Regions from separate parts of the Danio rerio genome. Here region 2 is linked to region 1. Evidence: chromatin contacts called from public Micro-C data. All regions are on one chromosome and are shown on one strand. The core of a region is the stretch at or near the end of the contact, and the rest is flanking DNA. Distances in the headings are between cores, read along the strand shown.

Evidence for each region. Hi-C and Micro-C count contacts between places; a contact is called where the count stands out from the background.
Region 2: a Micro-C map of caudal fin shows a contact between it and region 1, with 6 times the contacts expected there. The contact joins the promoter of sun2 here to the enhancer-like site in region 1. A contact is called at or near these places in 3 of 18 Hi-C or Micro-C datasets (caudal fin, hematopoietic stem cells and skeletal muscle).

Annotation. Positions count from the first base shown.
Region 1 is chr6:50,403,453-50,406,152 of GRCz12tu, forward strand. rap1gapb (RAP1 GTPase activating protein b) reads right to left here. Exons shown (of 24, transcript XM_073954599.1): 18 at 2,331-2,440; 19 at 1,758-1,877. Among named protein-coding and RNA genes, the nearest start is that of padi2, 32 kb to the left of the region's middle. Within about 2 kb of position 1,374, at least 3 of the 62 cell types and tissues checked have an H3K27ac peak or open chromatin away from gene starts, as enhancers often do. A contact at or near this core is called in caudal fin, where this site is marked.
Region 2 is chr6:50,569,977-50,572,676 of GRCz12tu, forward strand. sun2 (Sad1 and UNC84 domain containing 2) reads left to right here and starts at 1,440. Exons shown (of 18, transcript XM_001919656.8): 1 at 1,440-1,655. The region is part of intron 1 of rap1gapb (RAP1 GTPase activating protein b); the gene reads right to left.

The sequences.
Region 1 (2,700 bases), core at 124-2,623:
CGGCAGCAGAGTTCCTTAATGAGAGTGTAGTTTCAAGCTATATCGGCCTGGAAAATAGCAACTTTTCATTTTCCGTCATTCTTAGTAGACAATGCAACCATAGCAGAGTGAAGCTTTAAAGAGGAAAATTACCAAAACTCTTGTAAAAGATGATTAAGCGAGATGCTAATGGTCGAATTCAATGATTTATGCTAAGCTAAGCTAAAAGTGATTATGCCACAAGTCAGCTGAATGGATTCAAAAATGCTAAAACTCAAATGTTTTACTTTAATAACTCTAAGCCTATTTTCATGGTTTGACAGCAGAGTTCCTTGATTATTAAGGCAAAATGAGAGTATAGTTTGTAGCAATATCATAGCCATATTGGTGAAGTTTTTTAGCCACTGTTGCCACTAGCTTGCACGGTTCGGGATCTGTAGAGCTGCGCATCGATGGATTTGCTCTTTAGTGTTTGGACTCTCAGTAGTGATTATTAAATCACACTGAATTGAGCTAAACTGAACTGAACTTAAACACTGAAAACTGAACTACCCTGTTCCACTTTAATCTTGTATGTGAAGCTGCTTTGACACAATCTACATTGCAAAAGCGCTATACAAATAAAGATTAATTAAATTTGAATTTAATTGAATATGAGCCTGGAAAATAGCAACTTTTCATTTTCCGTTGTTCTTAGTAGACAATGCAACCATAGAAGAGTGAAGCTTTACATGGGAAAATTACCAAAACTCTTTTTTTTAAATCTTAAGCAGGGGTGTCAAACTCAATTCCTGAAGGGCCGAAGCCCTGCACAGTTTAGTTCCAACACTGCTCCAACACACTTGACTGTAGGTTTCAAACAAGCCTGAAGGACTCAATTAGTTTGATCAGGTGTGTTTAAATAGGGTTGGAACTAAACTGTGCTGAGCTGCAGCCCTTTTGGAACTGAGTTTTACACCTGTGGTTTAAGCGAAAGACTTATGGTCTAAGTCAATTCAGTGATTTATGCTAAGCTAAAAGTGATTATGGCAGAAATCAGCTGAATGTAATAAAAATGCTCAATCAAAAAACTCAAATGTTTAACTCTTAAAAAAACTATTTTTTTAAAGTGAAGAGCACAAAAACTCCAGCAAACTGCCACCATCAGACTTATAACAGAAACCAGCTGCTTCATCCGTGTGGTTGAAAGGTGTTGCTTGGGCTGTATTTTGCTATTGCATAATATTATGATTAGTGATTATTACTTCAAAGTTGTTGTGCAACTAATGACTCACTGAACAACTAGTAAAGGTCTAATAATCGTTTGAGCTCAAACACAATAAATGAATATCTGTTATTTGCAGTTAGGAGTGGTTTTGTGCCAAGCATAATAAAGAGTAAACAAGGAGCGGTTCATGAGTAACTGCAATTGTTCCCTTTGAATAAGCGCCATAACCTCAGGTCGGTCTATTTACATACTGCATATGAACATGAAACTCAAATATGAGGATATTTAGTTACAGGTATTGATGACAAATAAAAAAATTAAATTAAAAAAAAGCATTAAAAACAAAGCATTACTAGTGTAAAGCTAGTATAAGGTATTGCATTTGCTGTTTGAGATCAGTGTGATTCTTTTTAGTATTTGTAACTTTTAAAAACATAAAAAACTACTTATTATATGTATATACAGTGCATGTAAAGATCAGATTATAAATTTTGTGGTTAAAACTGGATCCTGCATTAGTGTGCGACTGCTTGCAAACAGAAGTCAGTGTTTTTAGTAATGCTCTGCTCACCCGATCTTAGTGGTTGCCATCTCAGGTGAGCTCTGATTGGACGAGTTGTCTAGCCGAAATTCCTGAGCGATGTGTCCACCATCAGATGACCTCTGTGGACTCGGGGACACCTCTCGACTACTGAAACGATGAACTCTTCTTAATTACTTCTTACAGTACATGATGTTTTAACTTTTGAATGAACTTGTTACTATGACATTGAATGGACAGAACACTTTCTGATCTCACAACACACCCTTTGTTATATTTTTGTGTTTTTGTCATAACAAGACAACAAAACAACTTTATACATTTTAATAATACCACAGTGCCTTATTTTAAATTCACATTTTCAAATAATAAGCATGAATTTTAAGAAGACAAAATGTAATTAGAAACACAGTACAAGTTAATAATAATAATGATGAAAAGCATTATAATAATAAAGTATAATAAATGAATATAAGTGTTTTCAAGCCATTGTTTGTATAAAATGAATCATTACATATTTTTAAATACTGTATTAAACCATGTTGTTCTGAATCTTCTCATAACATGGCTTTCCCCAATACTCAAACTTCTTTAATTTTGTACCTTCTCTCCTGAACCTCTTGTATGTTCTCAATCCCAATGGCGCTGCTCCTCCTGGAACTGAACGGACCGGATTTCTTACGTGTTGGACTTTTTCCAGGAATAATCAGGGACTGTGAAGAAATCAAAAATAAAACAGAGCTTGATTCAGATTACGTATTCATTTATCATTCACTACATTTTTTATTTCCATGCAAGCACTTCACCTCAAGTTCCGTAAGGAGCCTCTGAATAACACAAGAACAACTTTTTAGTGTTCTTATATTGTAAAAACAGAGAGAAGGAGACAGGCCTTTCAGTATCATCAGAGTTGTTGATTAACTGATTTATTATTTCTTTATTATTCCTACATTCGTCATTTCTGTAATTATTC
Region 2 (2,700 bases), core at 190-2,689, 170 kb after region 1:
CGTTAGTAAAAATAACTATTTTTAGTAGTAATAAAAGGATTTAAAATTGCATTAATAAATGTTACTGCACATATAGTATGATGATAGTTAATGATGGTTTTACTTAAACAATTTTAGAACTTTTTAAAATAATAAATGTGTTAAGATCTTGTTTATATTGCACTTATGAAGAGCTAATGTGCAGTAAATAAATGTATATTTAAATAATACGGTCAAAACAGGTTAAAAAAAATATAAGGGTAAAAATATATATAAGAAATATTTAAAGAAGGTAAAAATATACCGTGCACCCGTAAAGTGCTCTTAAATAAATTAATCCATTTTGGAATAAGGCTGTAACAAAAAAAAATTGGAAAAAGTGAAAACATGAATGAATACTTTCCAGATGCATATTAAAAAAACTATCATACAAATTTATTTTTGTTTTTCTTACAAATAATGCTGAGTTAGCTAATATTTATTAAGAATTTATAGCAAAAAACTATTTAGCTAAAAGTTTTATTTTGGGTCTTTTCAAGATCAATGTCAGACATGGTCAAAATAAGAAATGGTTTGAAATGCAAGACAAGGGGCTGCCAAACAAACAAATATGGTTTTTGCAATTAAACCATTGAACTTAACCACAGTTTTGCTACAACAACCTTATAGCCTATTGTTTTTTACTAGCCTAAAACGGTGGTTACATGAATGGTAACATATCTGCCAAAGAACATGGTAATAATTTTAAAAGGCTATAATAAAAAATGGTTCATAGGGGCAAGTGCTTTTTTTTTATAATCAACTCATGTTAACAACTGAAACCTTATTTTAAAAAGTGTTAAATATAGATTAAAACTATAATTTTAATGTATATTATTAAAATTGATTTTACACAGTTTTAAACATAGATTTACTCTTGTGATTGCCAAAAAAAGCTTAATAATGAGCAGCCATTGGGTAATTTATACATCAGTATCATGTGATTTCTAACAATAGTGTATGCAAAAAAAAAAGAGTTTAAGGGGTATTCATTAACAAAACTAGTGAACATAACTCAGAGGTGACAGAAGGCTTTACGTCGCTAACGTTACTGTTTGTATTTCTGTCAGATAGCGAGGCGTGACGTAGTTCATTATTTACTTCTGAATTTTTGCAAACCGTTCACCATATTTGTTTACATATAGTCATTTGCTCGAAAAGGGTGAGTTTAGCTCCATCTAAAGTTAAGAAAAACAACAATAGAAACACACAATGACCTTATCGCTAGGTAAAACGACTATATGAATTCTGCGATTGAGTGAAACGCAGCTTTTGAACGTAATGTCCACAAGATGGCGCAGGCCAGCAGGACAGTAGCCGTTGCTTTCTAGTCTACATCATCTTTCTATAAACAACCCTAAACGACGACGAGAGGTGGAGCCGCGGAGCTGACAACTGTCAAAAGACCCTTCCTGATAAGAAGAGCTCTTCTTCCGTCCTCAAAGCATCCTGTCGTAGCGCTTTTGAATTAGCTATAAAGCCGCGTAACCGAAGGGAGTAACGTATTACGCATCTCGTGAGTATCACCGCTCTTTTCTTCGCTACCCAGTCATTGTGGAGCCGTTTCGGATGAACGGATCGCGTTTTGACTATAGATTTTGACAAGCTGCATGTCTTCCTGGAGACCCGCTAAGAAGGTGAGACAGACATTCGCTAAACTTACGTTTTAAATATATCGTTAAGTTGCGTGTTTATGTTACTAGTCATCATATCATTCGTGCTAAAGAGATGATGCTGAGGGAGCACTTTAGAGGAATGTGCTAGTAAACAGTTAACGTATTTGCAAATGTTTAGTTGAATCTCATTTAGAAAGTCTGTTTGTGGTTATTCATCAATGAGGTATGTGCTCTTCCGTCCAATAAAACATTTCAATTGGAAAGGGAAACTTAAATGACCTCGTTTAACCAAGAAACGTCTCTTTGTGGTTGAAATTGGCGCAAATATCAAGAGAACCGCCAAAGTCTTGTAAAGTAAGAATGGAAACTCACTTTGCCCCCTTCTGTGGCTCCAGATCATTACCACAGTATTAAATGGTTTGCATGGTTACTCCTGATAATGTTGTAAACAATAAAATGCATTAAATGTTAGCATAATATGGATACATTTATATTATATGAAGTTTGCTTAGGCTAGCATGACAAAATGAGTATTGGTCAAAATGAACACAATCTGAAATAAAAATGTATTGTGAAAACAAAATGTATTGTGCAAAATGTCTGTGGTATTAATAATAAAATACTATTAATATTGATAAATTTAGTTTTTTAATAGTTTGTATATACTCAACGGTGTAATGGGACTGTGAAAATAGATTCACAGGTTCCCCAGTTAACAAAAAACATTAATTATGTATAATAAAAAAGATCAAATAACAAACTGAATGATGAAACTAATGAGCACATCTGAACTGTTGAGACAACACTGTCAGTTTAAAATAGCTGTTAGTGAGATTATCTAAAGATGGGGGATTTAGTTTGAAAGCTGAAGCCTGTAGTGTCATTCGCCTCATTTATTATGAATAGTCTATCTTTTGCTTCATTGAAAGCATCTATTGTGTATTTAAATTGTACAGGATCTAACTGAGATGCTGACACCTTCATATTTGAACTTGATAATATTTTGCTTCTTGTTTCATCTCGTTTCACCCACCACTAGCCATCAAGTAATTTGTTTTACATGCAG